Linked DNA regions of Mus musculus: region 1 is linked to region 2. Evidence: chromatin contacts called from public promoter capture Hi-C data. All regions are on one chromosome and are shown on one strand. The core of a region is the stretch at or near the end of the contact, and the rest is flanking DNA. Distances in the headings are between cores, read along the strand shown.

Region 1 (6,707 bases), core at 366-2,865, 530 kb before region 2:
GCTTTCCACTCCTCCTTAACAGGTTATGTTTGCCCAGGAGGGTCAGAGGAGAAACATCCCGGTGGGAGTGGGCTTGGAGAGGGAGGGATTTATAATTAATATTTTTAATTCATGCGCTGATTTACATGCAAGAGAATCAACTCTTTGGGTGATCAGAAACAGGTCTTTGAGTTTGGACAGATGCCTGAGGTCATGGACCCACCATTGCAGCAGATCCTGAACAGGATCTAACCTCCGAGCTTGTTAGCTGCTGCGGCTGTGCTGTCCGCGCTCCCACGGGCCGCTCTAGTACAATCCCTGCGCTCACGCCGAGATAAATAACGGCGACAGGTGGAGCAGGTAAGATTAGCAGGACCGGGTTGGAGGGAGGACGCTATCGGAGGCGCCAGGGAGGTCGTGCGCCTCTCTGCCCAGCCCACGCCCCTCCCCAAGGGCGTCTGGAAGGAACTACATCTTGGTCACAGCTTCGGGGAGGGCCGGGTTAAGGTGACGGAGTCTCGAAGTGGGGGGAGACAGGCTTCCCGGCTTGGCTGCAGGAAGCGCGAGCACCCCTAGGGCACTTGGCCACGCCTGAGGTCTCACGGGTAGGCAGGATTTGAGAGAAGCGGGCTGAAGGGGACCCTGGGTGTCCCTGTGGAGCTCTGGCACTGGGGTCTTGCTGGCAAACCTGTTGGCAACCTGTGGGCCTCAGCTAGGACACTGCAAGCTGCAAGCGCGTCCTCCTCCTCAGTGCCTCTGGCAGCGTCCCCGGCGCCCGACCCGGGGAGAGGCCGAGGCAGCTTGGAAAGGGGCTGGGGCTCTGCCAGGGGCGGGTAGTGGTGGTGGAGGTGGCGGGATTCCCAAGCCGAGCCAACATCCCTGCAGAGCGACAGCAGGCAACCGCCTCTCGCGCCAGCTCTGGTCTAGGAGAAGCAGACGCCTTGGCCTTTCCCTCCGATCCTAGGCTCCAGTATCACCTTCTCCAAAGTGCAAAACATTCATTAAGTGTCCAGTGCCCTGCAGGCTTGCGTCCCAGCAACCAGCCGCCGGTGCTTGCCCGGCGAGCGTGCGGCGAGCGTTTGCACCCGGCCAGGGCTTTGCCAGCCTGGGCTGTGCAAGGGAGGGCGGAGAGCGTGTGCGAGTGCGCGGCTGCAGAGCCCGCGCCGAACCCACGTTCCCGCTACTGTCCTCGGGATAGATGGATCCATTGCTGCTTTCTGACATTTTTCTGCCAGGGGGCTGGTGGGGGAGGCGGAGATAGGGAGAGAGAGATGGGGGGGGCGGGGAAAGAGAGAGAGAGAGAGAGAGAGAGAGAGAGAGAGAGAGAGAGAGAGAGAGAGAGAGACTGCTTCCCCCAGCCCTGTTTTGTTTTCTCTAATTGGTCCTGGGGGAAGCAAGGAAATTGGACAGAGGCTGGGCCGGGCGAGCTGGGCTGCCTTTAATTGGCTCCCCTTTTTTTAACTGGAGGGGAATCAAACAGGAGAGCGAGCGAGCGACAAAGGGTGGGAGAGCGAGAGACCGATCGCGGAGATGGGAGGAGGGAAGAAGGGAGGAGGGAGAGCGGGAGGCGGGGTGGTGGTGATGGGGAGGTGGAGGAAGCGCGGAATGAAAAGCTCGGAGGGACCAGAAAGCAGCACAGCGAAGCCCAAGTTAGGGAGCGAGCGGAGCGCTCCCGCGGCCCCGGAGCCGGAGTGGCCGCGGTGCCCCGGAGCCCGCCCGGCCCCGCCCGCTGGGGCCCTCTCGGGCCCAGGCCGCCGGGAGGGGGGCGGGGACGCCCAACTTGGGGCGCGGCGCAGCCCCGCTCTCCCGAGATCGCGGAGCCCGGGAATGCCACGGCGGCGGCCAGACGGCGGGAGAGGAGCGGGGAGAGAGGAGGCGGCCAGCAGCTCCTGAGCCCGGGCCTCCGCAAGAGCGCGAATTATTTTCAAAGGACTCAAACTTTCCTCTTTCCCTTGCTGGCTGCGGTCCCTCTTGCTTTGGAACCGTTCTCTGGATTCCCGCGGGGGCGCCGGGACGCGATCGCCTCCCCCGGATTCCTCGGCGGCGGCTCGGCTAACTTCGCGGACTCGGGGACCCGGAGCGCTCGCCCCGCTGCCGAACCTAGTCCTCGCTGCTCCAGCGCTCCAGAGGACCGGGACCCGGCGCCCTCGCCTCCGGGAAGGGCGCCCAGCCCGGCTCCCTTGGGTCGGGCTGCGGAGCCCTCCACACCTACTGCAGGACTGGAGCCAGCGGATTAACCAAAGCAGAGTCCGGGCCTCCTGGCCTGGCTCCGCGGAGGGGCGTCCCCTGGGCGGGGAAAAGACAAGTTTGTCAGGCATCGGTGGCCTGTTGGATCGGAGCGCGGCCGCCGCAGCAGAGAGGTCCCCCCGCGTTCAGCACCCTCGGTGGACAGCCCTGGGGACCTAGGACTGCTCGGTGGCCGAGCTTTCTGGGCCAGGGAGCTGGCTGCTGCGCCCGGTGCGCAGAGGCTTCAAGGTCTGGGGCAGCGCCCCCTGCGTCTCCACCCGGGCAGCCGCCCTGTGGGAAGAGGACAGAGCCGAGTCGCGGCTTGCTCAGACTCCTAGTCTCGGTCGCCGCCCTCTCCGTCGCGACTCAGGGAAAAGGAGGGAACGCAGAGGGCAAAGCGGTGCCCCGGCGGATGCGCCCCCCGCCGCCTCTCAGGCTGCGCCGCCTCGCGGGGATGAAGCACTGGCCGTGAAGATGGAGGTGACCTGTCTTCTACTTCTGGCGCTTATCCCCTTCCACTGTCGGGGACAAGGAGTCTATGGTAAGAGCCAGCGTCCCGCTCTACCCTGGCGGAGCCGCCCGGAAACTTTACAAGATCTTGCTCAAAGTGCGCGCTGCCGGGGCTTGGTGGATGCACTGATGGCCGCGTCTCCGCCCTCGCCTGGGCGCCGGGAGACCGAGCAGGCTGCTCCCGAGCCCAAGAAGCGGTCCTAGGCTATTGGTGTGAGGCTGGGGATGCCGGGGTAAGGTCTCGGCTTTCCGAAATCTTTCCAGGGGTTAGAGAGATCCGGAAGTCTTGGGAGAATAATACAGTGAGCTCAGGAGACCCGGGAAGAGCCCAAGCTCTGGGCTGGGGCAGCTGTTCCCACGGAATCCTTTTCCTCCCTCGGCTCAGCCTCCCGAGTGGAAGCGGGCGATGAGCGATCCGGAGTTGTGCGCGGCTGGCGGGCGAGAAGCTCTCCAGCACCGCGGCCCTGAGGCTGGCTCGCCTTCCGGGCAGTGGCCGCGGCTCGATCGCCTCTTCTAGCTTCTTGGCGGTCTGAGCTGTTGGGCATCCCTTAGCCCAGGCGCCGACTGTTCTCGGCATCCCTTTTCAGACCTCTCCTGAGCCAGCTCTTCCTGTCGCTGGTTCCCAACCACAGAACCCCAGCCCCAGCTTCCTTCTGCCTGCTCGCACACACAGACACATTCAGCCACAGTCCTCAGGAAACGCACACACGGCTCGCACCCATCCGGCTACGTGTCTAAACCCTGCCTCCCGCCACGCAGCTCTGCTCTTGGATGCCCAAGACAAGCTCAGTCGCGCCATGGAGTATTCTGATCACCTTTTCTCCACTCCATGCCGCGGGTTTCCTCACCGAAGACTCCTTGGTTCAATACTACCCAGGGTCATCCTCCCGACGTGCACAGCACAGAAAGTCAGTCAGTCCCCAGAGCCCATGGCCCTGACTTTGCGTTCTGCTCACCGCAGGGTGGGCTTTGTAGTTACTTTCTAATGATGTGTGGCTGGGGTGGGCAGGATTCTCCTGCTTTCTCTGGGGCTAAGAATCTAATTATTCTCTTTGAGAGTGGAGGGTGTTGGACCCAGACAGTGTGGGTGACAGAAGCCATATCCCCTGGCTACTAGCTTCAGGTCTTGGGTCTCTCACTGTGCCAGGCAGAAGGAAGGAGCGTCCCGGGGAGGGGGTATCTGGAAAGTATACGCTCCTGGGCTCTAACAGCTTGGGCTTAATTCCCTGGTGAGGCCAGCCCAGGCATCCAGCCAAACTCTGCTTCTTAATTAGTTTGTGTGTCTCTTACTGCCTGGCCCCTGGCATAGGCCAGAAAAGGCAGGCGGGAGGGATGCTGCAAGAGGCTGAGCTTTATGTATTGGGGGTGGGGGGCTATAAAACAAGGCAGGGGAAGACACCAGAGGCCTCAGAGTTCCTGTTCTCCGGAATCACTAAAGATATCAGCAGCTCAGTCACTGCCACCTTCAAGTGGCTACTGTAACTTGCTCACACACCCTCCTGAGGTGCGGGTCTGTCAACGGCACCTTTCTCCTGCGTCCTTGGGCTGGTCTGATGACACTATCTCATGCTCTCTGGCTTGGGTTTCTCCATCTTCATCTGGGTGGCCTGATGTACATTTAAAGAGTCCTCTCTGGGTTTACTTAGGAGCCCCAACAACGAGGACAGAGGTTAGGGAACAAGAACTATGGTCTATGTAGACCCTCATTTTCAAGCTTCTCTGTCCCATCTCTCATATGCTGGGGTCCCTGATGCTCTTGTTACAAGTCAGGAAGGGTAGATATACTGGGTCTGCTCGCCCCTCGTTCTTCAGGGGCACTCTTTGCTCCTGAACTTAGATAGCTTGGCTCCAGGCAAAGCTGGGTTGTAGAGGGGATTGCTGAGTGGGACATCTTTTTTAGAGGTGAATGGGAATCGGGAGAAACAGGAGCTAGGGTGGGTGGACAGTGTCCCTTGCAAGGTTACAAAAGCTTGGTGACACCTCAGCAGGATTGGAACTAAGGAGTGTGGTAAAGAGCCAGGATGTGTTCTACCCCACCCATTTCTCTGAACCCCAAAGCAGATGAAGCAGATGAGTGGGAGTGTGGAAGTATACAGGGATGGAGATGTCCACCCTGGCCATCCACCACAGCATCCAGCCCCAGTCTGGTACCCGGCACCCTGTAGGAATGCCAATGAGATCGTTTGAGTATGTGAAGAGCTAGGGTTAGGGCAGGCTGACAATGCTTCGCGAGATTCTCAGGTGTATCCTAAGCTTGGTATTCACCAAGACAGAGGGCTTTAGTTAAGGTTCCTACTCAGAGAGCATGAGGCCCTAGGCTTGCAGCCCCAAGAGAGGGAAGAGTCTGAAGTGCTGGGGTTCACTAGCACGGAGGAGGGAGAGGTAGGATGTTAGTGTGTGCTGGGGATAGACTTCAGCTGCTACCACCTTTCTATCCTGGGCCTGTGCTGCTGCTGCTGCTGCTGCTGCTGCTGCTGCTGCTGCTGCTGCTGCTGCTGCTGCTGCTGCTGCTGAGGATTGTTCCATAAGGAGGGCAAGACCAGTCCTAGTGAGAGACAGCTGCTTAGAGCCCTAGGCTCTGCTTCCCGCTGGGTCCATGCTCAACTCTAAAGCTGGCCAGCAGCAGCAGGATTGGGGAGGCCCTCACAGTCTGGCCTAGGCTCTGCATCCCACTGGGTGGCTTTGCTTTTCTTTGGGGCCACAGATGCTACAGTGGCCGGGTGTGGGACCAGATGGTCCATTTGGAGGGGGGCCTGCTCCTTCCCTGCTTCTCAATCTCTAGCCTAGTTTGTTGTTTTCAGGGCGGATCCTATAATCTGCCGGGCGGGTGTGTGTGTGTGTGTGTGTGTGTGTGTGTGTGTGTGTGTGTGTTTGTGTAGCGCTGAGGTGGGCCCCAGAGAGGTCTAGTTCTGTGACAAAGACAGTAGGCTGGTGAAGGAGAGGTAACAGGCTCTATGAAGGCTGAGTCAGAGACTTCCTATTCTCTCAAAGCAGTTAGGGGCTTCCAGGCAGGGGCCAGTGAGCAGGATTCAGCTTAGTGCAAAAACACAACAAACCCCTGGATTATTTAATATGCAGGAGTGGGAAGTGACATTCTCCTTAAGACAGGTTGTTTGCAACTTACTGGGGGAAGTCAAAATATTTCACCAAAGGTGTCATCAGAAACTACTATCCTATGCTAATTTTTGTGGGAACATGAAGACAGATGTTGAATAATTTGACAAGAGCAACATCGCTTACAGAATTATCACCAAGTCAGGTTCTCCCCATCTCTGAGGAATGGGGGTGGGGAGGGGAGAGGAATTTCGGGAACTGAATTTCCCAGTGTGGGGTTTCTAGTATTGAGGTGGGTGGAGACACTTGGGACCTTTCCCTCTGAGTTCCACACCCCTGCCTTGAAAGCGGCTGTATAAGCTCTTACCCTGAGAAGCAGGTTCTGGAAGCAGGTAGCTCCGTGGGTCAGCAGCAGGCTTAGGTTTTCCTAACTCCCCAAGGAAGGTCCCGCCTACTTTTGTCCCCTTTCCAGTTTCATTCTTTGTTGTAGACACTGCCCGAGGCAAAGATTGTTTTGTGTCCATAAATCCAGGCTATTTTGCCTGTGCTGCCTTTGGCAGCTCCCCCAAGGCTGCCTGGGGGCTCCCCACAGGGTCATTCTATACAGCTCCTGGTTTGCATCTGCCCCTTCCTACTCTGTAGACTGGGTATCCAAGTATCACACATGGGTGAGGGTCTGGGGTCTGGAAGCTAGATTGGAAGGGATTGTGAGAATAAGGAAAGTACCCTTAAGGGGCAGTCTGGGACTATCGGAGGGGCCTGCGTGTAATTGGCCAGGTCTAGCTCTGAGCTGCTGAGGCCGGGTGGCAAAGCCTCATTTAGAGCCCTGTATTAGCTCTGCTTTGCTGGAACATGAAGGGATGGGCGGGGGGCTCCATAGGGAGGTGGAGGGAGCTAATCACAGCCGCCAAGGCCTGGCAAATGAATGATGCAGGAGA
Region 2 (6,434 bases), core at 2,203-4,702:
ATAATAATAAATAAATCTTCGGGCCGGAATGAGCAGGGACTGAGCAAGCAGGGCCGACTTGGAGCGAGCAGGGTTGACTGGAGCAAGCAGAGGTCCTAAAAATTCAATTCCCAACAAACACATGAAGGCTCACAACCATCTGTACAACTACAGTGTACTCACATACATAAAATAAAATTTTTAAAAATCTTTAAAAAAATGATGGGGCCACAAATCAATGTGGTTGGTGACCTTTTAAGGAGAGTTAGAGCGACCCTGTGACCCCAGCTCTGGGGATACAGAAGTAGAGAGTTTAAGGCCCATCTGGGCTACACTGTAGGATCCTGTCTTGAATAGGAGGAAGAAAAGGGAGAGGAGAGAGAAAGAGGAAGAGATGGAAGGCCAAGAGGTCCTACTACCCATTCCCCAGTCAGAGTCCCTCACCTGTGTCTCTGGCCCCGGGCTGACCCCAGGCTGACAGGATCTCCTCCAAGCCCCACTCGATAACTTGTTCTTGAGGGAACTCAGATATGTCCTGCTCACTGGCCGGAATTCAGACTTCAAGGCCTCCTTGACAGGGGGTGCCTCCCAAGGCTCTGGGGACAGGGACAGCTGGTGTTCAGGGCTATGGGGCTGGTCCTCAAGGCTATGGGATCCAGGTGCTTCTCCCGGAGTCCTGCTGAGAACAGACCACACTTGAGGGTCTCCTCAGGGTAACCTGTGTGAGCCACTGGTGTTCATGGGTTCCCAAGTGCCTGGCACAGTGTAGGAACCTGTCAAAGCTTATGAATCTTCCTCAGCCCCCTTCCTCCTCCCTTTTTTTTGAGCCAGAGACTCAAGTACCACAGGCTAGCCTTGACCCCTTTATAGTGGAAGACGACCTTGGACTTCTGGTGCTAGGATCACATGCATGAACCACTACGTCTGGCTTACATGGTGTGGCCAGGGGGGTGCGGGGGGCGGCAGGGTTTTGTGCACGATAAGCAAGTGCTCTACCAACAGAGCCACGTCCCAGGTGCCACCAGCATCCTTCTGAGTGTCCTCTGGGAGGGAACTCCATCAGTCCCTAAATGAGTCATTATGGCCTATTTTATTCTCTGGGGAACTACATACTTCCCTGTTTCAAATGCAAACACATCTAGAGAGAACCCCTCCTTTGGCACACAGATCTTTCAGGGGCTCCCTCAGGATCACGCCCACCTATGTTCTTCCCCCTTGCTTTCATCTCTGTATCTCTCCCGATACATCAAGGGAAGGTGGGCGCCAGAGAGTAATTCAGAGCAGGGACTCAGATGCTGAAACTGGGCCTTTTCAGGGATGCCTATGGCCTTCACACAATTACCAGGGGACAAAGCCATCCTGCAGAGCAGGGTCCCTGTTCCCCAGGTTCAGCCCTCACAGGACAGTTTTGCTGTGCAGCATTTACCAGTCCTTTGTAGGCCAGAGAAACCCACACTGCCAGAGCCAGGCATGTGCAGGGAGATAGCCAGGGTGACAGCGCTGGGTAGGCATCCCCTCGAGAAAGACAGACAGGGAAACGGAGGCCAGACAGGTACCGAGCCTCCAAACCCGATGAGAAAGAATGTCCCTGCGTCCATGCTGCAGATGTGGAGACTGAGGCAGAAAGGATGGGAACCTGAAAGTGGGGCAGGTAGGGGCAGCTGACATCCAAACCTCCATGCTAAGCTGTCTTTCCTCTTGATGTCAAGGACAGAGAGACCCAGAGAGCTGAGGTGATTGTCCTGGTCACAGGGCCTGGTGTAGGAAGAAGGACCGAGGTGGCCCATTCCAGACATAGAAAATGGAGTTCCTTGGCCTCAGGGCCTGCAGCCAGGGAGAGGGGGTTGGGTGAGAGGGTGCTGAGTCTCAGGTTTTTCTCCTGTACATTTGGTTTCAGCTTCTGCATTTCTAAGCACTCAGGCCTGTGCCTGTTTCCTCTCTAGCCCTCAGTTTCAGATCAGCTAGGCACCAAGGGCTCCACAGAGAGACGCCTGCATGGTCCCCTTGCTCAGAGCCTGACTCTCACACTCCTGACCACGCTTCTAGTGACCCACTCCTCTGTATGGCTACTCTACCTGCAAGGTGCAGCCAGACACCACTCAGTAGCCCAAGGGCTGGCATCTACATGAGCCTACGCCCCCTCCAGCATGAGTGTGGTGGGCCAAGAGGGCGGTGGGAATGAGCTGTCCCAGGTGCTGAATAGGATGCACTCAGCCAAGCTCCTGGAGAGGCAGAGTCAGGCTGCTCACCCAGGAAGTGAAACTTCTGCAGGGGTGAATGTGGGCTTCCACGTGGAGGCCCCAGGCACCTCCTGTGCATGGCCTGCAGGCCCACAACACAGCGTGGAGGCCTTCCCAGGGCATCTAAAGCCTGTGGCCTGGTGTCTCAGAAGGACGGAACTTTGTATCACAAGTAGAAATCTACCCCTGCATCCTCCACAGAACTCTAGGCACTAAGCTTTGTTCTTGTGGCTCCCGAGGGCTGGGGACTCTGGTGGCAGACTCCTTATCTTCATGTAAGAGTGCTGCTTTACCCAGCATCTAGCTGCTGAAGGCATGGGGACTCACTGTGGTGTACCCGGGTTCTGGAACCCTCTACAACAATCCAGGGCTCAGCCCCTCCCTCCACCTGCCCCTCCTCCCCTCGTCTCTCAGGTCCCCACAGCTTCCCCCTAAGCCTCCTGAGGCCAACCTCTATCTGCTTCCAGAGGACCAAAGGCACTCCCAAACCACAGGCCTGCAAAGCGGTTTCATGTCTCACACTCACGCCCCTCCAAGGCCACTCAGGACCCCTCCCACTCCTGGCTTTGTCTTTTCCCTTCAGACACAAGTGCCAGCACAGCCCCAAAATTCAAAGAAGCTAGTTCCTGTGTCCCCTCTTCTGTTCTCCCTATGATGGGAACCAAACAAGTCACACCCTAGGGCCATCAGAGTAAGCCCTGAGGTATAGAAAGGAACTTAGGAGAGAGGCCTGGTGAGCATGGCTCTGCTTTGTCCCAGTCAGCCACATTCCATCTGTGTCCCGCCTTCCTGTTCCCATTTGTGTCCTGGTGTGAGTGGGATGTGTGTGTGCATGGATTGGAGATCTCCCATGCTCACCCTGTCCAGCTTACTACCACAAGAGCAGTGGTTGCCTGTACTGCCAGGCACCCAGGATGGAGGGACCCCAGGTGCTGCCCCAAAGTACCAGATCAGATAGAAGGGCTCGACCCCTCCCCCACCATCTGTACCTGTTGTTCTCAAACACAGCCACCAGGTTGCACACTGAGTCCTGCTTCTCACAGGCTCGCTCCATCCTGCTAGCCTGCAAGGTGGTCCTCAGTTACCCCAGAAGCAGGGAGGGAGGCAATAGGCTGGTGCCCTCAGCACTCCCTGGCCAGCGGGTGAAGCAGGTCTACCACAGCCTGGAATCTGCCCATCGCTTCTGACTGCCTTGGGGCAGTTCCTATCTTCAGAGTGAAAAAAGAGGAAGTGGTCCCAGTAGCTTGGAAGAGAGGCCAGCACTCCCTACTGTGGGAGGAGCCTGTCAAACTCTCCTTGCTGTGGGAGGAGCCTGTGAAGTACTGCCCGGCCCTCTTGGCATCTGACCTTTACCTCTCAGATACTTCTACCCAGTCCTGTTAGAGAAGGCACGGGCTGTGGCAACAGTGGTCACAGGACGTTTCTGGAGCCGGATCCTGGGATGAGCAGCTTCCTGGATATCCAATTCTCTGCATGGGGGGAAAGGGGACGGCTCAGGGATGTTTTACTTAGTACCATTCTCAGCATCTTCCTTGCATCTGGCGCTGTGCACTGCTGATGGAAAAACAGCTTTTAAATTAAAATGGACCACAGGGTTGGGGATGTAGCTCAGCTGATAGAGAATGCTTGCTTGGCATGCGGGAAGCCCAGGGCTTTATCCTCAGCACTGTAGAACTGGGTATCATGGCACATGCCCATGGCACCCACTTGAGAGGAGAAGTCCAAGTTCTTCCTTGACAACGTAATGAGTATAAGACCAGATTCGGCTACGTGAGACCTGTCTCAAAAAAAAAAATGGGGTCGGATGGGGTGGGCTTTGAGATGGTTCAGGGGTAAGAGTACTTGTAGCCAAGCCTGGCAGCTTGAGTCTAACCCTGGAGCCCCACATGGTGGAAAAAAAATAGACTTTTCCTTTCTTTTTATTTACTTTTATTTTTTATGTGTATGAGTGTTTGGCCTGTGTGAGTCTATTATACCACATTCGTGCCTGGTACCCACAATGGTCAGAAGAGGGTGTTGTGGGAATGGGACCTAGGTCCTTTCTAAGTTCTCTTAACCTCTGAACCAATTCTCCACCCAAAATGCAGACTCTTTCAGGTTGCCTCTGGGCTCCAACCCACACACACTGTATCTCTTGTACTCCTACCCTAAAAAAAACATCTAAAGCTGAACTGGTGGTGGCACACACCTTTAGTCCCAGCACTCGGGAGGCAGAGGCAGGCAGATCTCTGAGTTTGATGCCCACTTGGTCTACAGAGTAACTTTTTTTTTTTTTTTCAAGACAGGGTTTCTCTGTAGCCCTGACTGCTCTGGAACTCACTTTGTAGACCAGGCTGGCCTCGAACTCAGAAATCCACCTGTCTCTGCCTCCCAAGTGCTGGGATTAAAGGCGAGCGCCACCACGCCCAGCTCCAGAGTAACTTTTAAGACAGCTGGGGCTACACAGAGAAACCCTGTCCGGAAAAAAAAAAAAAAAGAAAAATAGGGCAAACAAAACAAAAAACCCCACAGACTGTGAGGATATGCAGGAAGGGGTCCTGTGGTCCCCAACACCTCTTTGGATGCTTTTGTCTTAATGATGTTGATATTTCTCTAGTGGCCCGGGTTGGAGAGCCCCTATGGGTTAGAGCTAACAAGTCTCCTCTCTTTCACTCCCATAGCTGTGTTACACAGTGTGCTCCCTTATCAGAAATGGAGGCCAATGGAAGTCAAGACACCTGACTGAGGTCACCCAGGAAGAACAGGGGAAGAACTGCCATTTCTGAAGCCCAGGTAAGTGTCCTATGACTCCAGCAAAGACCCAGGGAACCTGGAGGGTGACCTCCATGCACTCCATCCTCAGGGTCCCCTGATCACAGCACCCTAGGGAAATCTGCCTCTTGGTCACTCAGGGTTTCTAGAACACGTGACCAGCGCCTCTGCTCTGCTCATTCAAGCTGGAAAGCCATTCATTCATTGCTCTCCCATGGATCCTGAGCCAGGACCCTCCACTGAAGCTAGTCTTTGTCCTCGGATCAAGTGTGAGCCATCCTGGAGCCCAAAGTGCCTGGCAGAGTTTCTGCTGTGGTAGCTGTGAGCCTGGAGCCTCCTGCCCAGCAACCCTGCACCTCTGAGCTCCCCCACCCCCCAGCTGTGTTTGCCACCAGAGGCCAGCCCAGTCCTGAGGACTAAGTCTCACTAATCCCAAATGCAGGGCCTCTGCAAGAGGAGCAAGTGCTCTTAACTGCTGAGCCATCTCTCCAGCCCCACAATGCTAGTTTTATGCCATGCTGAGGATGCAGAGCCGGCCAGGCTCTCTACCAACTGAGCATCGTCCTTAGATCCCCTTGCACTTTTTGTCATAAAAAAATGAAGAACATACCTTAGATCCCCTTGCACTTTTTGTCATAAAAAAATGAAGAACATACACGAGGGTAGACAGAATAGAATAATTCACCCCCATGAGCCCTCTCAGTCCACACCAGAGTTCATTCCCCACCTATGTGTGGCTCTTTCGATTTCCCTTCTGTGTCCTGATTAAGCAAACCCCAAATGCCAAATGACATTATTTCTGTATGTATTTAAAAACCCAGGGGAGATCCAGGACAGCCAGGGCTACAACAGAGAAACCCTGTCTCGAAAAACCAAAACAAACAAACAAACAAACAAACCCAGGGGACTCTTAAGTATCAACACACACTCATGTAAATGGACACATACCTACACAATTACTAAAGTAACACTCGTTTTTTTTTTTAAGATTTATTTATTTATTTATTATATATGTACACTGTAGCTGTCTTCAGACACTCCAGAAGAGGGCGTCAGATCTTGTTACAGATGGTTGTGAGCCACCATGTGGTTGCTGGGATTTGAACTCAGAACCTCTGGAAGAGCAGTCGGGTGCTCTTACCCACTGAGCCATCTCACCAGCCCCAAAGTAACACTGTTTTATTGACATGTTTATACATGTGTACCTACCTATAAAACAAGCAGGGCGGTGGTGGCGCTCCTTTAATCCCAGCACTTGGGAGGCAGAGGCAGGCGGATTTCTGAGTTCGAGGCCACCCTGGTCTACAAAGTGAGTTCCAGGACAGCCAGGGCTACACAAAGAAACCCTGTCTCGAAAAATCAAAAAAGAAACCAAAAAAACAATGTTGCCACTATATTGAATCTCAAGAGATGTTTGATAACAATCTCTCTGTGGAACTAAGTCTCCAGTAAGAACAATGCCAA

Evidence for each region. Promoter capture Hi-C pulls out the DNA fragments that hold promoters and counts their contacts.
Region 1: a promoter capture Hi-C map of liver shows a contact between it and region 2, with 4 times the contacts expected there. The contact joins the promoter of Mdga1 here to the promoter of Fgd2 in region 2. A contact is called at or near these places in 5 of 39 promoter capture datasets (embryonic stem cells, liver and pre-B cells), 5 of 484 Hi-C or Micro-C datasets (B cells, CD8 T cells, embryonic stem cells and 1 more), 1 of 115 datasets of contacts at active chromatin or transcription factors (large pre-B cells) and 1 of 9 other capture datasets (liver).

Annotation. Positions count from the first base shown.
Region 1 is chr17:29,883,486-29,890,192 of GRCm38.p6, reverse strand. It overlaps Mdga1 (MAM domain containing glycosylphosphatidylinositol anchor 1), which reads left to right and starts at 1,615. Exons shown (of 17, transcript NM_001368423.1): 1 at 1,615-2,746. The coding sequence starts at 2,680. It overlaps Gm41559 (a long non-coding RNA gene), which reads right to left and starts at 292. Exons shown (of 3, transcript XR_003952341.1): 1 at 203-292.
Region 2 is chr17:29,357,932-29,364,365 of GRCm38.p6, reverse strand. It overlaps Fgd2 (FYVE, RhoGEF and PH domain containing 2), which reads right to left and starts at 3,452. Exons shown (of 16, transcript NM_013710.4): 1 at 3,209-3,452; 2 at 424-655. The coding sequence starts at 3,273.